5 separate regions of the Sus scrofa genome follow, and regions 2, 3, 4 and 5 are each linked to region 1. Evidence: chromatin contacts called from public HiChIP or PLAC-seq data. All regions are on one chromosome and are shown on one strand. Each heading gives the region's core, a stretch centred on a gene start, on an enhancer-like site or on the middle of the called end of the contact. The rest is flanking DNA. Distances are from core to core; before and after follow the strand shown.

What was found. HiChIP or PLAC-seq counts read pairs in DNA pulled down with a chosen protein or histone mark.
Region 2: a contact with region 1 is called in an H3K27ac HiChIP or PLAC-seq map of alveolar macrophages. The contact joins the enhancer-like site here to the promoter of TIPARP in region 1. A contact is called at or near these places in 1 of 5 promoter capture datasets (liver), 4 of 47 Hi-C or Micro-C datasets (blood, embryonic fibroblasts, liver and 1 more) and 2 of 2 datasets of contacts at active chromatin or transcription factors (alveolar macrophages and skeletal muscle).
Region 3: a contact with region 1 is called in an H3K27ac HiChIP or PLAC-seq map of alveolar macrophages. The contact joins the promoter of SSR3 here to the promoter of TIPARP in region 1. A contact is called at or near these places in 3 of 5 promoter capture datasets (fetal liver and liver), 13 of 47 Hi-C or Micro-C datasets (alveolar macrophages, blood, embryonic fibroblasts and 6 more) and 2 of 2 datasets of contacts at active chromatin or transcription factors (alveolar macrophages and skeletal muscle).
Region 4: an H3K27ac HiChIP or PLAC-seq map of alveolar macrophages shows a contact between it and region 1. The contact joins the enhancer-like site here to the promoter of TIPARP in region 1. A contact is called at or near these places in 9 of 47 Hi-C or Micro-C datasets (adipocytes, alveolar macrophages, embryonic fibroblasts and 5 more) and 1 of 2 datasets of contacts at active chromatin or transcription factors (alveolar macrophages).
Region 5: an H3K27ac HiChIP or PLAC-seq map of alveolar macrophages shows a contact between it and region 1. The contact joins the enhancer-like site here to the promoter of TIPARP in region 1. A contact is called at or near these places in 1 of 5 promoter capture datasets (liver), 6 of 47 Hi-C or Micro-C datasets (brain, embryonic fibroblasts, epiblast stem cells and 2 more) and 2 of 2 datasets of contacts at active chromatin or transcription factors (alveolar macrophages and skeletal muscle).

The regions. Positions count from the first base shown.
Region 1 is chr13:96,494,593-96,498,442 of Sscrofa11.1, forward strand. TIPARP (TCDD-inducible poly [ADP-ribose] polymerase) reads left to right here and starts at 1,794. Exons shown (of 6, transcript XM_005669945.3): 1 at 1,794-2,069.
Region 2 is chr13:96,366,979-96,370,828 of Sscrofa11.1, forward strand. The region is part of intron 14 of KCNAB1 (potassium voltage-gated channel, shaker-related subfamily, beta member 1); the gene reads left to right. It also overlaps a transcript of SSR3 not described here. Among named protein-coding and RNA genes, the nearest start is that of SSR3, 21 kb to the right of the region's middle. Within about 2 kb of position 2,038, at least 15 of the 83 cell types and tissues checked have an H3K27ac peak or open chromatin away from gene starts, as enhancers often do. A contact at or near this core is called in alveolar macrophages, embryonic fibroblasts and skeletal muscle, where this site is marked.
Region 3 is chr13:96,388,090-96,391,939 of Sscrofa11.1, forward strand. SSR3 (signal sequence receptor subunit 3) reads right to left here and starts at 2,101. Exons shown (of 5, transcript NM_001244147.1): 1 at 1,874-2,101; 2 at 523-649. The coding sequence starts at 2,006. It overlaps LOC106505723 (a long non-coding RNA gene), which reads left to right and starts at 2,257. Exons shown (of 2, transcript XR_001300390.2): 1 at 2,257-2,502.
Region 4 is chr13:96,595,071-96,598,920 of Sscrofa11.1, forward strand. No RefSeq gene overlaps it. Among named protein-coding and RNA genes, the nearest start is that of LEKR1, 44 kb to the right of the region's middle. Within about 2 kb of position 1,966, at least 16 of the 83 cell types and tissues checked have an H3K27ac peak or open chromatin away from gene starts, as enhancers often do. A contact at or near this core is called in alveolar macrophages and embryonic fibroblasts, where this site is marked.
Region 5 is chr13:96,421,275-96,425,124 of Sscrofa11.1, forward strand. No RefSeq gene overlaps it. Among named protein-coding and RNA genes, the nearest start is that of SSR3, 33 kb to the left of the region's middle. Within about 2 kb of position 1,862, at least 11 of the 83 cell types and tissues checked have an H3K27ac peak or open chromatin away from gene starts, as enhancers often do. A contact at or near this core is called in alveolar macrophages and skeletal muscle, where this site is marked.

The DNA.
Region 1 (3,850 bases), core at 544-3,043:
ATAGAATTTAAAATACTCCAAAAGAAGGCATGAAAGAACAAATGACACAAATAGAAAGTAAACAGTAAAATGATAGATTTGAAACTCAGATACTTGCTTCTAGGAAATTCCATCTATGAGTAGGCACAGTCCAAGATTTTGCCTCAATACAATTTTTAAAGCCTGGAAATTCTTGCCTTTTAATTAGTGGTCCCTGAATACTGTCCATTTCATTCTCACTTTAGTGTCTAGACCCTGCATTGATGCCACTTAAAATAAGCCTGCTGGGAGGATACTTCCCCTAATATATTGTTTGCTAGTGCATCACCCAGTTTGGTTTAGAACAGTTTAAGAAAGGCTTGGAACAATAATATTTATTACCATCACTTTTTATTTTTTACAGGCTTCCATGTTTGTAGGATAAGAACTGGCTTTTTCAACCCAGAATGGCTCCCAAGTTATGGAATTAAGTCACTTTAGATTTCAGGCCACAGGAAGGGAGTATCTCTTTGGGAGATGTTCCCTTCTCAGACAGCTGTTGGGGATACAGCCGTGATTAATTTTCTTTGATTTTGACAAGGGCTTTCTTTCTCCCTCCCCCCGCCCCGCGCGCCCACGTACAGTAATTAAATGAATTTAACGTGGTACTTCTTCCTCCACCTCTAAAAAACTAATCAATAGGTGGACTCATCATCCAGGGCATTTTAAAATTCAGAAAACATGGCAAAATCACATGCGGTGTATATTTTAGAGGTGAGTACATGGTGCTCTGTAAGCTCCATGAAGACATAGTATCTGGGCTGATCAAGGCTCTCTAAGTGTAGGTAAGCCACCAGAACAGCCCAGGCATGCAATAGGCACTTGAGAAATATTTGCTGAGTGAAGAAACAAGTCACTAAGGTGTTTGCGGGCTTTAAAACACACACATAGGAGTTCCCGTCGTGGCGCAGTGGTTAACGAATCCGACTAGGAACCATGAGGTTGCGGGTTCGGTCCCTGCCCTTGCTCAGTGGGTTAACGATCCGGCGTTGCCGTGAGCTGTGGTGTAGGTTGCAGACACGGCTCGGATCCAGCGTTGCTGTGGCTCTGGCGTAGGCCAGTGGCTACAGCTCTGATTCGACCCCTAGCCTGGGAACCTCCATATGCCGCGGGAGCGGCCCAAAGAAATAGCAAAAAGACAAAAAAAAAAAAAAAAAAAAAAAAAAACACACACATAACCTCTTTTATTGTCAAAACCCCAAAGCTAGGGGTTTGCAATACTAGCGAATATTTCCTGTGAAACTGGAATGCCTGCAACCTGGTCTGGCAAACGCCAGTCCGGGTGTGCAGCGAAGCCTGCCCATCCGGAATAGGGCGGGCGACCCCGTCTGGCCACAGCGGTGGTAACAGCCGATTGCTTCCTCTCCGGGTCTGGGGCAACCGGGGCAGGAGGCCACTGCTGCGGAGGCAAATAAACAAAGCCAGCCTCACAGAAACGGGTTGTTCCGTTTCACATCCTCCTTCGGGCGCCTGGGTTTCTTCCAAACAAAGTGACCCTCCATCTGTCCGCAGGCAGGTGGAGCCCGCCCCACACAGGGCACACCTCCCCTCCTCACAACTGAGCAATTCTACAGGCTGGTAGGCGCAGACCCTTCCGACCCCTCCAGCGGCCAAAGGACACGCCCCCTCCAGAGAGCACGCGCCGCCGCACGCACATACATCTCGGCGCGCCTCCCGAGAGTGAGCGCGCACGCGCACGAGGGGCGGGCCTCCTTCCCGGCACCCACTGAGCTCCCCGTCCTCTCACTCCACCCCACCCCCCTGCTGCTCAGGCTCCGCCCCCGCGACGGGGCTGCTGAGAGGAGGCGACCGGAAGCCACTTTAAAGCAGAGCTCGAGGTGACAGGCGAACGAGCTGGATCGGGAGTGCAGTCGCGGCTTTTTGCGCTCCCGGCCGCGGAATGGCCCGTGCGCCACACACCGTGTCTCCGGCCTGCGACCCCTAGACGCCTGAGCCGGTTCTCCGCACCCACCCCCTGGCGCTGACACTGCCCGCGAGCCTGAGGCGCTGACTCGGCTCCTGTGGTCGGTTCTCTCAGGCTGCCGGTTCAGGTAAAGGGCTCCGGGTGGGCTTTGAGGGGCCGATGATGAGGGACTCTAGCTGGGTTGGTGGGTGCGGAAAGGGACGCCGGCCTCGCTGCCGGCTTTCACCGACCGGGGGTGATTGATGTTTAAACCGTGCCTTTTTGTACCGAATTCAGTCGGATCCCGTCAATATCGGGATGGCATTGGTCTACACTTCTTAGTCACTTCGGGCCTCTGGCAGGTGTATAAATCGAAGTAAGACACCGAAAGGTTTAGTCGGGGGCGCTGGCGGCTCATCATTCCCACTGAATTGTGGCGGCTCGGGGGCGCGTCTGTGTGGGTCGCCCCCATGGGGCAGACCCGGCTCTCTGAGGCGCAGATCGCAGGGGAGGGCACGGCCGCTGAGGGGAGCCTTCCGGCGGACCTGCGTTCCGGCTACAGCCCAGAAGTTTGCAGGCTGTTTTCAGATTAACTTTGAAGTCGTCTCCTTCCTCCCCGCCAGCCCGAGAAGTGCCTGCTGCTGCTGCGTTTCCCCGGCTCTTCTCGGGTCGGTCCTCGGAGCCCACAGGACGATCTTTTCAGGAAGGTTGTTCCGGGAGGGAAAGAGATTCACTGTGGAAGGCGGCGCAAGTGGCTTCTAGAAGGGAGGGCAGCAGGGGCAGGGGTCGCTCGTTGGGTGGGAGGAAGCTAGCCCGAGGGTTTGCGGGGCGCCGAGGGACAGGTGGGAGCTGGATGCTTGGAACACCCGGAATTGGCCGCGGTGCGGGGAGTTGCTGCGATCCGGGGCGCGGAGCTGCGCAAACGGTCGCAGCCAGCAGGAGGCGTCGCTCGGACCCAGGCTCGGATCCGGGCTTTGCTCTACGCCCGGCGGAGTCTTGAGTTTGGTGCAGGCGGTTTCCCAGGACCGTGCGAGGGGCCGGGAGTGCCCAAGAACTGAGGGCATCACGAGGTGAAGGGTGGAGCAGTGGGGCGCCTACGGCAGGAACTGGAGGAAGTGTCCTTCCAATCTTTATTTTTCTGTTATGCAAACTAATTGAGGAACTAGGTTCTAGTGACTTCCCCACTCCAGCCACTCCTCCACTTCTCTGCCCCTTCCGTGGTTTTATTTCCGAGTTTGACAGAGGGCAAAGATAGGAAAGTTGTAGCGTGTGTGTTTGCACCCGTACAAATGAACTGGGTCTCTGTTTTGCCTTGATTGGGTGTGATAGGAGTGGTTATTGTGTGTGTGTGTGTGTGTGTGCGTGCGTGCGTGCGTGGGGGAAGGCACAGGCCGGTTTGGTGTGGTGGAGAGGGAATACCACAATCTGTGCCAATTGTGCCTTGAGGCAAGAGCACCAAATGATGAATAATACCGCCTGGCTTGGCTGCTTTCCAGTTGATTTTATGTCTTATGTCAAGTCCCTCCTTCCTGAAGCTTTCCCTAACAATGCCAGCTCACACTAAACTCTCCTTTTCTACCTTTTCTTTTGTACTTAGCATGTACACTGAAACCTCGTCATATACTGTTTTCAGTTTTTCTCAGTTTGAGCATTATGCAGTTATTACACATGTAGATTTATGAATTTCTCCAGTTAGGTCTTTCATATTAATTTTTCTGGGGACTCGGTTTTCTCGTTTTGTTGCCATTGTTGACCCATAAAGGCTCACAGAACTAAACAATTAATAGGTGCTTTTTCTTCAATAATTCAGCCCCCCCCCCCCAGAAATGGAGCATCTACTGTGTGCATTGTGCCAGGCACAGTACTGGGTACCTGCGATGCATTCTTGATGAAGTCATGAGCCCTTGCATCAAAGATTTCTTTCAGTCT
Region 2 (3,850 bases), core at 788-3,287, 130 kb before region 1:
ATAGTGTTGCAATACAGCCTAACTGGGAAATGAGTGAGCCTGCTTTTAGGTAATATCCTTGCCCAAGGCCCTTCTGGGATATGTGTGTTCTGAAACCTGAAGTGGAGGACACAGCATGTGAAAACCGCTGGAAAGAGCAGACGCAGGGAAGAGGAGTACAAAGGCCCTGAGGTGGGGAGGCACTTGGCTTGTTCTAGGAAGCACCAGCCTGAGGCTAATGTGGCCAACATGCAGTGAGCAAAAGAGGCGAAGGGCACAGGCAGGGGACAGATCACACAGGACTCCAGAGGAGTCATGAGTTTTGTTCTACATGTAGCAAATTCTTTGGAGGGTTTTAAGAGGAGGGACATGCTGTTATTTTAATTTTTAAAGATTGCTCTCACTGCTGTGTGAAAAGCAGAATGAAAAGGCAAGGATGGATTGTCCAGGTAACAGGTGTTGGCTGGACTAGCAAGGATGGTGGCTTTGTAGGTAAAGTAGGATTCTGTAGGCTTTGGAAAGAGAGACTGGACTTTTGGATGCCTTGGCAAGAAGAGGGATGAGCTGAGGATTCCTGTCATGCTAATAGAGTGATCACTGACATCCAAAGGGGGAGCTAATATTGCTGGAATGGTTGAAAAAAGAGAGAGAGAGAGGCAGCTCCTGGACTGTGGGAGTACTGTAGGTAGCTAAAGATACATTTCAGTGGAAAAATGAGTCAGTCATCTCCCCAGAGCATTTCCTCCCAGCAGGGCTCTGGCTGGTAGCAGGACGGGCTTCTATGCTCGGGCTTCCATGCTCAATGCACAAGAGAAAAGGATGTTGTCTTAGCAAGAAGCTGCTACCAGGACAGCTTACCATATCCTCTCCCTTTCTACTCCCACCTCTGGCCAGCCCAGCACCAAAGGTTCTGCCCTCAGTCAGCTGTGACTGGGCCCCTTGATATAGTGAGGCTACTAGATTGGGGCCGCTGGGGACTCCCAGCAGATAGAAAGCATGCAGTGCCAGCAGTTATAAGGAAATTTCTAATGGGCAAAGGCAGGCAGCTGCTTCTTTGAATGTACCTAAGGTGAGCATAAACTGGAGAGGTTTTGCTAAGCATCAGCAGACAGGAGAAACAGGAAAGAAGCCACAGCTGCAGGCAGTCCCGTCAGCAGCTCAGGTCCCCAACCTCCAGCCTCAAAGCCCTTGTGAGGTTCCCCACCAGCTACTCAGGGAAGTCCGACTCCTCAGCACTCAGGCCCTTCCCATCCAGGGCTCATCACCCCTCCCTCACCTCCTCTGGGATCCTAATCCCCAGAATAGTGGTCCTCCCCCTGCGGAGTGTCCACCACCCTAGCCTGGAAAAATCCTGGTCCATCCCCAAGGCCCAGCTCAAAGTGACTCAGTCCTGGAAGGACTTCCCTGACACCTGCCAGCCCGTGACACTTGCCAGACCTCCCTCACTCCCCAATTATTGCACTCAGGGTAACACCTTGGTTGCAAAACTGCTAGCTCGTGGGATGTTTGTGTGATCTCTAGTAGATGAAAATGTTTTCAAACAGTTGCCAACATTTAAAAAAAAATGGGCAGCAACTTCACATAAAATTCTGGATGTTATGGCTTTTCTTGAATATTTAAGTCTTGCAACACTATATATACATGTATATATTTCATGTTTTATTCAAGTACTTTATGGTTTCATTTTTCTAATGTTTAGATCTCTTTTCTTATTGGTGTAATGAATGAAGAATGTTTTTTCCTCACATGGCTAACCCACTATATTTTAGACCCAAAATTTCCAACAAATCCAGTTTCTAGATTTGGGTCTCATTGCTGCAGTCTCACTTTAGCACAGTAGTTTAGATCTCTGATGCTCCAGAGCTGGTGGGAAACCAAACTCTCTTCTAGGAGAGGAAAGCGTTACCAGAACCAGTGAGGAAGTCCTACACTATTCCACCAAACTCTAAGGCTTCTGAGGAGAGCACTGAGTGGAGACAAGGTCACTCTGGCCAACATGACTGCAGGCAGAGGAAGGGTGAGGCTCAAACCTCAGCATCAGTCATCAGGAATGTATTTCACCACGGTCTCCACAGAGGGTCAGACTATTCCTGAAAGAAAGTCTGCCTTTGTTCCTTGTCCTAGTGTAACACATGCCCTTGGCCTATTTCTTGCAATAAATACTAGCTAGCCCTAGATGATCTCACCCTTTCCTAGGGCTTCAATTAGCATGACGGTGCAGATAACTCCTAAACTCTCAACTCCAGTCCTTTGCTACCACTAAGGTCCACAGCTGCCCTTCTGGCTGCCTACGAGTCACTTCTTTTTTTTTTTTTTGTCTTTTTAGGGCCACACTTGTAAGTTCCCTGGCTAGGGGTCGAATTGGAGCCATAGCTGTGGGCCTACGCCACAGCCACAGCAATGCTATATCTGAGCCACGTCTTCGACCTACATCACAGCTTGAGGCAACACCAGATCTTTAACCCACTGAACAAGGCCAGAGGTCAAACCTGAGTCCTCACGGATACTAGTCAGGTTCATTACCCCTGAGCCACGATGGGAACTCCTACCAGTCACTTCTACGTGAGATCCCATAGGCACCTTCACTTCAACACATCCTACTCCAAACTTCTTGTGCTCCAGACTTCTGTGGATCCTGTATCAGTATCTTCCTAGTCACCCAGTCTTTAAGTTGCCATCAGCCTCCAAAATGTCTCTCCAAGTCACTCTCCTTTTCTACTCCACTGCTAACTGTCTAGGTAATGCTTATTGTCTCTGGCTGGGACTGCAATTAATTTCTAACATCTGTGTCCCCTTTCAATCTCCTTCCAACTCATCCTTCAAAATACCTCTAGGTGTCTAATGGGGTCACTCACAGCTGAGAAGTCCTCTGAAATTCCCACTGCCTACAGCATTAAGCCCCAACTCCAAAAAATGGAATTCGAGGCCTTCCACTCTTTACCGGAATTTCTTTTTTCCATATTCCCACCATCCCCACACTTCATTCATTCACTCTACACTTCTATCACTCCATTTCACAGACTCCACTTTTTCACGCTATTCTCTCTACCTGGTATTCCTGTTAATCCCTCACAAGGATTCTAACTGATTCTCTCCTTATCTTTGGACCCCTGCTGTTCACAGGTGGCTATTAAGTGCACATAAGGCAGCCAATCCAAATGGAGATGTGCTCTTAGTGTCAAATGTACACCTGATTTGAAAGACTTAGTACTTTAAAACATGTAAAGCATCTTTTTTTTTTTTTTTTTTTTTTTTTGTCTTTTGCAATTTCTTGGGCTGCTCCCGCGGCATATGGAGGTTCCCAGGCTAGGGGTCCAATTGGAGCTGTAGCCACCGGCCTACACCAGAGCCACAGCAACGTGGGATCCGAGCCATGTTTGCAACCTACACCACAGCTCACGGCAACGCCAACCCACTGAGCAAGGGCAGGGACCAAACCCACAACCTCCTGGTGCCTAGTCAGATTCGTTAACCACTGCGCCACGACGGTAACTCCTAAAGCATCTTAATATTCTATACTGACTACATGCTGAAATGATGTTCTGATACAGTAGAGTAAAACATGTATTAATTTCACCTGCTTCTTTCCCCTTTTATTACTGTGGCCGCTAGAAAATCTAAAATTACACATATGGCTCTCATTTTTCCTATTGCTCTAGTTATTCTATATTTCTGTCTTCATTTACTGTCAACCAGTAGCTATGAGCACCTACTATGAGCCACTCTTTCAGGCTCTGGAGATGCTGTGTGAACAAAACAAGGCCCCTGACCTCAAGGAGCTTTCAGGCTGCTGGGGAACTAGCATTCTAGTGGTGGCTTATAAATGTATACAAATCTAGACGACTTTGCTTAATATTGAGCACAAAAAGCA
Region 3 (3,850 bases), core at 851-3,350, 110 kb before region 1:
GTTTTCTTCTCCCAAAGCTATCATTTAAAATAATGATATATTTTATAACACGTATGATCTTAAAATAGAGGAAATATGGTAACCGATTACACTTTTATATATTCATGAGAAAAATGTAATTAGCACTAAGAATGTTAGAGTTGACTACAAGGAAAACAAAACAAACAAAAAAAACCCTCTTCTTTCACATCCAGAAATACTACATGGAAAGCCCACAATTCTTTCCAGAAAGAATTCCATTTGGCTTCCAAAATGTTAATTTACTTGATGGATTTGTTTTTCTGAACCCCATGATTAAGTGTTCTAATCCCACCCTCAATACCCACTTCCATAGCAATGTCAGAAGTATTGTCTCTGCTTCAGTTAGTTGTTACTCCCTCATACCATTAATGTGCCTTTCCCCAAAAGGTATAAACACACATATCTCAATGCTTAATGAAACACACACGAGCGGTCGTTAAGAAAACATCTTGCTATGTAAAAATACAACAATACATACTTTCACTTGAGAAATATACTTACTTGTGCTTGAGAACAAACTTCACATTTTTGTATGCAAAGGCTACCAAGTAAGTGCTTACTAGGGTCATCACACTATACAGAACAGCAGACTGAATAAGGTCCATATGCCATATTCGCCAATATAACCCTGAATTAAGATAAAAGGGGGAGGGAGAGTTACAAAAAGGAGCAAAACATTACCACCCAGTTACAAAGGTCTGCTAAATTAATTATACCTAAACCTGGTAAAACACAGGCCGGATTTGGGAACCCAATACAGATAAGAGGAACTTCAGAAGTCTGATACCCAGTAAAAAGTTATTAGTCTCAAGTTTTCCCAGTTCAGAATACCTGAAAAACATAACCTTCCTATTAATAATCTATGATGAGATTTCTACTTTTTCTAAAATGAGAAATCATAACTCAACAAAATCACGATTCAGACTTCAAATTTCATTCTTTAGAGAACTATTACGCTAACTACAGGCAGTTCCAAAATGCCACGTGCAGTCCCAAAGCAGAGTTTACACTATGACGTGGCTGTTTATATGAAATGAAGGCAGTGCTCCTTGCGGCCAGTGAACCTCAAGGCTCCACAAGTTAATTGAACGCTGGGTTTTATAAGGACGAAAGAGAAAATACATCAGGATTTGACTGCCCACCAACAGTACAGCAGTGTAGCAGAGAGGAAATTCACATTCTGGAACCCTGTGCTCTAAAAACAACCTTGGACAAGTCAGTAAAGTTTTCCGCTCAAATGAGAATTCTAGAATTGCCCTAAGAGGATTATGAAGTTTAAACATGGTAGGGGGGCAGGGCTTGGCACTGTTCCAACGTCTCTCGTCAAATTAGGAAAATGATGTTCAGTGTGAAGTGGTTTTCCTAAAAGCTACACTTGAAATTTGGTGCGAGGGCTAACGACATCTGTCTGATTTTATAAGTTTCTCCAAAATAAGTAATGATATAAACTTAAGATCTCCTAATAGCAAACGACAGTTGGGGGCAAGGGGCATATAGCCGGCTGTACGCATGACTGTTAACACCGCAAGATCCTAACCCGACCGTTGGTCGAAATACAGATTTAGGGCCGCCATCCCAGAACGAGTGACTCACGAGCTCCAGGAGTGGGGCCCAGGAACGAGTGAGCGTACTTATAAAACGCGCCACAAGTGGCTTTCCTGGGAGGCCGCCCGCCACTATTCCAGATAGATCACCGAGGCTCACAGAGGATATGTGCTGCCTCGAGCCCAGAGAGAGCTGGGGAGAGCGTGAGTCCCAGGCTCACGCCTCGCCCAAGAACTGGGCCCTGCCACGTCCCCATCCAGGCCGACCCGCCGGCAGCCTCCCCACCCGCCTCGCTCGAACCGCTCACAGATGGGAATGGCGGACACGATGAAGGCGTTCCCGAAGAAGAGCGCCGAGGACTTGGCCGACAGGTTGCGGCTGAAATCCTGCAGAAGCAAGTCCTCCTCGGACTGTTGCTTGGAGCCACCTTTGGGAGCCATGGTGGAACTGGAGCAGCGAGCCGCGAGGGTCGGGCCGCGCGCTGAGCGGGGCAGAAGCCACAGGCACCGCCTCCGCGGCCGCCGTATCCTCTAATGACCCGTCAGCTCCACACGCGGAGGCGGACCCGGAGGTGCGCGAAGAGAGCAGGCTTCCCCAGGATTGGCCAGTCTGGCGCCGCTACGTAGGTTTCCCGGCCTGATTGGGCGAGCGGGCAAGACTTCCTGAGTCCTGGAGTGCCACGTGACTCATCCGTCTCCAGGAGGAAGTGGGGATTTGTAGTTTAGTGGGTACTTTTTTTTTTTAATTAACAAAACTTTATTGGCATTCCACTTCACAGATGCTTATAACTCTTTTTCAAAATCGTTGAATTCCGAAATAAGAAGCTCTTCTGGCCCTGAGTCGTACAGTCATTCATTCAGCGAGCGCCTGTTTAGCCTGCTCTGTGTTTACCCAGCACTGGAGCATTGGAAGAGGAAGAGGAGAAGGATGAAGCTAGTAAGTGTAGAGCCCCCCTTTTTACGCATCCATTATTTAATATCTTAAATAATCCTATGACATGCCCATCATTGTCCACATTTTGCTGGAAAAAATGCAAAACGCGGACAGTTTTGAGGGTGAGAGAACAGCTATGTGGTCTACAAAACATGGGCTCCTTTCAATAAAATAGTAGGCTACCTTTTTTACTAAAAAGGCGCTCTTGCTTATAAGGAGCTCATGTTCTCATTGATAAAATTTAAATGTGTCCAATACATTTACAAATTACACTTTATTACTCTAAAGATTTAGTTGAAATAATAGGGCATCCAAAATCATGCTAAATGAAACAATACTAATATGTTGGCTGGACAGGGCACCTCTGAAGCTCAGAAAATTGAATATGCTCATTAAAACAATCAGAATCCACTTTAAACTCAAGTTACCAGTTTTTCTTCAAAAAATATTGCTCATCCACTTCACACTCAGCAAGGCTTCTTTTATCTACTAACGTCAGACAAAACTTCCTCAACATCCAGCTTCCCTATCAATGGACTTGTAGATCTTTCACACCTTATCCAAATTGTAATCGACCTCCACAGCTTCCATTCTAATGGAGCCTTCTGCCTTCAAAAGTTTTCAACTTATTCTCTATAAAGATAGCACAATGAGTTTTCCTGAAATATAAATCCTCTAATTATCTACAGCAAGTATTCCCAAATGCTAGATGTTTTCACCAGTCATAGCCAAATAATAAGAAATAGACCATCTAGGGAATTTTATAGAAAACTAAAAGTGTTCATTTAAAAATATCTATATTTATGTCTTTCTTTAATTTTAAAATGCTTTTTTATTATGGGGTGGTGGTGATAGAGAAGAAACTCATATTTTCTCTTCCAAAATACTCCCATTTTTCCTACTTTATGAAATCACACCTCATCTTTTTTTTTTACCCATTTGCTAGGGCTAAAATGTTAGGTTTCAACATGAATTCCTTCCTTTCTCTCTCCATCTGTGACCAGTTCATCAGCAAAAGCTTTTGGATCTGTCTCTTTAACTAGATTTCTTGCTTGCTATTTATAAACCAAGGATATGAGAAGATTACAGATAAAATCAGAAAACTATAAGATAAAAAAAAAAATCAACAAGCTAGTTGAAGAAGAGGAAGAAAATAAGAAACAATGATGAGGTTAAAAAAAATTACACTTAAAGCTATTTAAACAATTAAAACAAAAAAGAGGAGTTCCCATTGTGGCTCAGTGGTAATGAACTCAACTAGCATCCATGAGGATGTGGGTTCAATCCCTGGCCTTGCTTAGTGGGTTAGGTATCTGGTGTTGGCGTGAACTGTGGTGTAGGTTGCAGATGT
Region 4 (3,850 bases), core at 716-3,215, 100 kb after region 1:
ATATGGTGTTGACAGGAAACTACTATGGGTGTCATCTTTCTTGGAGGCAATTTCACATTATCAAGGTTTAAAATGCACAATCCCCCCCCCCTTTTTTGGCTGCACCTGCAATATATGAAAGTTCCAAGGCCAGGGATCAAACCTACACCTCAGCAGTGACTCGAGCTACTACAGAGACAATGCCAAATCCTTAACCTGATGCACCACAGCAGGAACTCCAATGCACAACCCCTTTGACCTAGCAATTCCACCTAGAGGATTCTAGTCTACAGAGAGGCACACACAAATGTGAAAATACACAAGAACATTTGCTAAATAATTGTCTCTAATAGCAGTAAACTGGAAACAACTTAAAGTTCTATCCATAGAATGGTTAAAAAAAAACCAACTATGTATGACTGACTGATTCTATGACTACACCAAAAATGTATGCAGATTTATGTGCTGAAATGCTAATGACCATGACATATTGCTAAGTGGAAAAAAAATCAAATTACAGAATGGTATGATACTGTCTTTGCACAAACAAAACAAGCAAAGCATTGTGTGTGTATGGGACATGGGGGTGGGTATGCACAGATGTGCATTTGTATCTGCTTAGAAAAAAAATGTCTGGGAAGTGTGGACACTAAATTCTAGCAGTTAATAGCTTCTCTTCTGATAGTGAGAAGTATCCCATTTTAGAGAAGATTAACACGTTTTAAAGCAAGCATGTGTTACTTTTACAATTAAAAATACACACATGGAGTTCCCATCGTGGCTCAGCAGAAACGAATCTGACTAGCATCAATGAGGACGCAGGTTCCATCCCTGGCCTCGCTCAGTGGGTTAAGGAGCCAGTGTTGCTGTGAGCTGTGGTGTAGGTCACAGACTCACTTCGGATCTGGCATCGCTGTGGCTGTGGTGTAGGCCAGCAGCTACAGTTCCAATCTGACACTTAGTCTGGGAATCACCATATGTCGTGGGTGTGGCCCTAAAAAGACCAGAAAAAAAAAAAAAATTTACCCATAAAGCTATTCAGGTCTAGGGTTAGGCCCAAATCAGGGCCTAACTTCAGTATTTTAAATGGGCATTAGGAATTCATTTTCTTTGAAAGATATGAGGCTAAGCAGGTTTTCTACTTCTTCTTGAACAATGCTGATTGTGTCCTTTAAGGAATTTGTTCATTTCTTTTAAGTTGTCAGATTTATTGACACACACACACAAAGGAAATAGCCTACTCCTCAATTAAAGGGAAAGCAGAGAAAAGACGGCAATAAACTTCAGTTCATATTTCCAAACAATTCCAGGAATTTTAAATAAGATGCATTTTCATCTACATAAAAGACCTCTTGGAATGGAGAAGGGAAGGAAAGCCACTTCTCTACCAGTGGAAGGGGTTGGCTAGCTCTGGTCTGTGCAAGAGTGTGTGCAGGGACTGTGTCCATCTTGCTCATGATCACTCCGGTGTCTACTCTGGGTTGGGCATCTAGCAGGGCCTCCATACAAACTGGTTGAATTAAAAAATTAAATGGGGGAAAAATGGCAATGGTTCTGTGACAAATTTACTGAACGGTGTACAGTAGGGAAATCTGGCAGGCAGCTGATGGGAAGTTTCTTTGTTCTTACTGAGTTTAGATACTAGAGTCAAATTCTAGAATTTAAATAGGAAGTTACAAGCACCATAACCATGTTGAGGAAATTAACCAGACTGAGAAAGAGTGCTGCTCACTGGCTGAGAATCTTTCTCATACTGAAATAGCAGAAGTTGCCTAAGCAATTTTTTCTCTGCCAGCTCACAAAAAGGATCACTGATTCAGGAAATGACCTCTAAGTATAACATTTTAGTTTTAATTTTTACATTCAAAAAGTCATGTGGTGAATGGGGCCAGAATCAGAATTACCTGGGGCTTTAGTGGGTTAGAGTGTTACTGGGCAAAGTGAGAAAACAGAGCAAGATTTATTGAGCATCTCATAATGACTCATCAGGGCACAGGGTTAGTCACTCAGCACATGGTATCTCATTAAAGTTCATAACAAGCTTGTGAGGCACTGTCATCATTTACAGAAGAGGAAAAAGAGACTTGGAGAACTTGGGTAACTTGTCTCAGAAGACAAAGCCAGAAAGTGGCAGAGCTGGGATTTGAATTCAGATGGGCCTGGCTCCAGGGCCCATGGTCACTTCCTGGGCCACAGGACTCTGTCTTGGTTGGTGTTGGAGTGACTCACCTATGTCACATGAGAGCAGTCCCTGTGGAAGACTTCCAAGGACTTGGTTCCTAAGAACTGACTAGACTGGACCATCACCTCTGCAGAACTAATCCAGAAATTTTTACACTTATATGAGAGATGCCTATCCCATCTTTAACTTCTAGAAGTTTTGGGGAAATGACTTGGTATTACCAAACGGGATTCTCCAAATCCTGAATAAACACAAGCATGCTGTATATTCCCCCAAACTCATCCCAGGACATAGAGCACCCCCATGCTGAAACAAATCACAGCTCCTGAAGAACTGCTTACGAGGGTGGCAGTGATGCGGAGACAGTCACGTGTTATAAATACCCGCATGGAATAAAAATCTACATTTAATTTTCCATGATATTTGCTAACTCAGATGAAATGATTTTCATCTTCATTTTCACCACAGCAGAAAAAGTTAAAATACCACAATGCTGCAGCTTTCAGCATGTTTATATCACCTCTGATTCCTTCTCTAATGCATTTCAGGCCCAGTGTTTAGCCCCCATTGACACTATGTTAAGCACTACACCTATTTCCTTGACACACTGTCCTGAACCTCTAATGTTAGGGTGCTTCACAGCCAGGTCCTTCACTTCCTACTTTTCTCTCCTTCCAAAGCTCTACATTATCTTTTACAAAGCAACAGCACCTACCTTTATCTCCCCAGTCTTCACATCTCCAGTCAGATGTCCAATGGCAACTTCCCGTGTAACGCAGCTGCAAAGAATTCTCAGTTCCTACCTTCACCTCAAACTTATTCCTCCCCTTCCCTCTAAATTCAGTTCTCTATCCCATGATACTGTCAACCATTCTGTTGTTCAAACCATAACCTATTTCCTGGTTTCCTACTTTTCCCCTCACCTCCACATCTAATTCTTCAGCAAGTTTGAAGGTTCTGCTTCTAAAATGTCTCAAAACCATCCACTTTACTTCCTTTCTGCCAATGTTAAGCTACTAATCACTTATCTCAACTATTCTTAACTGGTTTTCTTGTTTCCATCTGTCTCCCATAAAGGAGCCAGAATGATAAGTGTAAAACATAAATAACATTGATATCCTGCAGTCTTTCAACATTTTCCAGTTGTACTATACCATGGTCCACAGGACTTGCATCATCCAGCCCCTGCCTACCTCTACAACCTCATCTCCTAGATCTTTTTCAAAACTCACAGCCCTGCAGGCACATTGTCCTCTACCTATTCCTTGACCACACAAAATTAGCTTCCTTGAGCTTTTCCTGGAAGCTCCCCAGGTTCTTCCTCCAGATTTTCCATGGCTGGGGTCTTCCTCATTATTCAGAACTGAGAGCATATGTTAGATCCTAAAAGATTCTTCCATGACCACATTAGAGTGGGTATGCCTTACTTTGCCAGTCAGCCTCTATTAAGATAATCTGTATTACTTATTTTTTCTTTTTACAGAACAGCATATGGAAATTCCCAGAGTAGGGGTTGAATCAGAGCTGCAGCTGCCCACCACAGCCACTCTGGATCCGAGTCGCATCTGCAACTGTTAAAGCTTGCAACAACGCCGGATCCTTAACCCACTGAGCAGGGCCAGGGATAGAACCCACATCCTCACACAGACAATGTCAGGTCCTTAATTTGCTAAGCCACAGCAGGAAACC
Region 5 (3,850 bases), core at 612-3,111, 73 kb before region 1:
ATATGAGTCAGGTTCCTAACTCCCTGAGACACAACAGAAACTTCCTGCCATTGACTTTGTAAAGTTGAAGTAAAAAGTACATTGTAAGGTGCACAGAAAGTGTACAACTTGATGACAACACACACACAACTTATAAAACAACCATCCAGCCCAAGATATAGAACCTCAAATTGTTCCCTCACACCACTTCTCCATCTAACAATCCCTCAACCCCAGTCCCCAGAAAAGGTAAAAACTGGTGACTACTAGCTGGCTGCCTATCCCTGCAGATTCCTGTTTTCCTATTCTTGAACTTCTTATAAATTGAATCATACTCTACAAACTTTTGTCTGTCTTTGTTTATCTGTCTGAGAGATTCATCCATGTTGTTGCATATTCCAGAGTCTACTCTTTTCTATTGCTTGTTATATTTTGTTATATAAATCCATCATAGTTTACCTATTGTACTGTTGATAGACATTTAGATTGTTGCCAGTGTTTGTCCATTATAGATAAAGCTCTTATAAATATTCTTGAACATCTTTTAGTGGACATAGGTACTCATTATCCTGTGTGTGTGTATATACACACACCTATATACATATATATATACACACACACACACCTATGTATATACATAGACATACATATTTATTATATATATTCTACATGTGTGTGTATATACACCTAGAAGTGGAACTTCCAGGTAATCAAGTAAGCAGATATTTAGCTTTCTTAGATATTGCCAAAAATTTTCCAAACTTGTTATATATTCCCTTCCACTAGCAGGGTCTAAAGTCCTAGTTCCTCTATATCCTTAGCATTACTTGGTATTGTCAGTCCTTTTAATTTTAAAAATTTTAGCCATCCTGGCAGATGTGTAGTAGTCTCTCACTGTAGCTTGAATTCTACTTTCCCTGCTGATTAATGAGGTCAAACACCTTTACATATTCCAATTGTCTATTTGAATTTTGACCTTTGATTGATTTAAAGCAGAAGATTGACCCAATGAGTAGCTTTTAAAAGGTCTCTCTCAGAGTTTTCCGGTGGTTCAGCAGGTTAAGGATCCAGCATAGTCACTGCTGTGGCTCTGATTACAGTTGTGGCACAGGTTTGATCCCTGGCCTGGGAACTCCCACATGTTGTGCGCGAGGCCAAAAAAAAAAAAAAAAAAAAAAAAAGAAAAGTCTCTCTGGGTGCGCTGTAGAGGACTCTAGGGAGCATATTAGAGGCAGAGAGAACATTTAGAAGATGGCTACAACAGTCCAGGCAGGAAACATAGGTAGCTTAGATTAGTAGGGGCAAAGGAGTTGAGAGAAGCAAGAAGACTGAAGATACATTTTGGAGGAGGCCTGATGAATGTGCCCATAGTCTGGACATGGGAGGGAAAAGGAGGAATCCAAGATGATCTGAACAGCTGATGGGATGGTAGTGTCCTTTCCACAGAGGGGAAATCCATGGTAGGAGCTGGTTCCGTGAGTGTTAGAAGGAAAATTATAGGAGATGAAAGAAGAGACCGAATCACACCATAGCAAACTGCCACCCCCCGAGTAAAAAAATTCTGGTCACAAACAGTGCTCAAAGAATCATTCTGGGCACTGAGAATTGTGGTGGAGTTGAATTTGCTCTCTTGCCTTGCAAATGAGCTCTAAAGCACTAGGCTGTGCGTGTGAGTTTGCCAGCAAAACTTACATAACTTCATTCATTGCTAATGTCATTGGGGTTTTATTTTTCCTTCCAAGAATAAGTATGTCTCCACAAGATGAAATGAAAAATCCAGAAATTTAAAATTAGATTAGTTTGGAAATTACTGGCATTTTTCTTCTCGTGTAAGGTCACTCTGCCCTTGCAGGTCAGTGCTGGGGAAGTGACACATTTCTTTCCGGCCCACACTTCTGCTTATTTTCATGCAATAAAAAGCAAGTCCTTAACATTTCAAATGCTTCTTGCATGTGGCAAATATTTTTATTGTCGTTTAAACCTTTAATTTTAAGTTACGTTATGTAAAAGGTAGAGTGCCAGACCACTAGTTTACCAGGCCATTTCTATGTGGAAAATTCTGTACTTGCAGAAAGAATAAGCTGACTTCCCAAGTCTCTCACTGGGTTAGGCTTCCTGCTGCTTTGATTTGTGGACTACTCTACAGTTCCTAAGCCGGCGACAATACTACATAAAAGAAGGGCCTCACAGTAATGACAGCTTATTATAGATAGTCCCTGTCCTAAACACCAACCCTGTGAGGCATGCACTATTATTATCTCCATTTAACATGCGAGAAAACGGAATTCAGTCACTTGCCCAGGATTGCCTGGCTGGTAAGCAACAAGGCCAAAATCAGAACCCAGGTTTTTGTGAGTCTGACCCTGAATCTTTTAACGGTTCCCAAGCTAGGCCAGTGTGGAGTGGAAGTGAAGTGCTTTTCTGCCAGAGCCAGCCTTCCTGGGTTCACATCACAGCCCTATACTGGCTGTGTGGCCCTGATGGGCAGTCTCCTCTGCGTACCTAACTCACTGGGTATAGTGAACATGTACAGTTAACTATTTTATTACAACACATAAAACTGTGCCTAGATTATGCTATGAGAGTGTTAGCTATTACCTTAAAAATAGCTTTATTGACATATAATTCATGTACTACAATTCAGACATTTAAAGTACAATTCAATGGTTTGCAGTATACTTGGAGAGTTGCACAATCACTGATTTTAGAGAATTTCTATATCCCTCAAGAGAAAGCCAGTACTCATTACCAGTCACTACCACTGCCCCATCTCCAGCCATAGGCAATCATTTGTTTACTTTCTGTACTTATAGATTTATAAGAATCTATTGAGGAGTTCCCATTGTGGCTCAGTGGGTTAAGAACCCAACTAGTATCCATGAGGATTCAGGTTTGATCCCTGGCCTCACTCAGTGGGTTAAGGATCTAGCATTGCTATAAGCTGTGGTGTAGGTTGCAGATGTGGCTCAGATCTGGCTCAGATCTGGCGTTGCTGTGGCTGTGGTGTAGGCAGGCAGCTGCAGCTCTGGTTTGGCCCCTAGCCTGGGAACATCCATATGCTGCAGGTGTGGCCCTAAAAAAAAAAAAACTAAAAGGAAAGAAAATAAAAAAGAATCTCTTGAATATACATCACCTATTCTGGACATCTCATGCACATAGAATTTTGTAATATGTGACCTTTTGTCTCTGGCTTCTTTGACTTAGCATAATGTTTTGAGATTCATAAATGTGGTAGCATATATTAATACTTTATTTCCTTTTATTGCCAAATAATTTTGTGTTGTATGGCTATACTGTGTTTTATTTATCCATCCCTCAGTTGATGGACATTTGGGTTGTTTCCACTTTTGGCTACACTATGAACAATGATGTTTTGGATACTTGTGTACAAATTTCTGTGTGGACATATGTTTTCATTTCTCTTGGGTATATAAGCAGGAGTGGAATTACAACTACTACTCAGTACCACCTCTTTGTGTATATATCTCTGAAGATGCAGACATATAACTTTCACAGATAAACACACACTTAATTGTTTTCATTCTAAGTGACCTAAAGAGGTACATATCCTTCTTATTTCACATCTCAAATGAAGAAACTCAAACTCTAGGGGATTTGCCTTATTGTTTCTTGGTCTGCAGATTTGCCTGTGATCTCTTCTCTGCCTCTTGCCAATACTTTGGGTTTGAGCTAGATGGTACTTCGTGCCAGGAAACTTTGCTCAGATGCCATGGGTGGGTCAGGTGCTCTGTTCTGTGCCTCCATGATGTCCTGGGCATTACTTCACCATTGCCCTGGTCACATTCTACTACACTAATCACAACCTACCAGACAGTAGGAACGTGGGGAAGGAACACTGTCTTCCTCAACT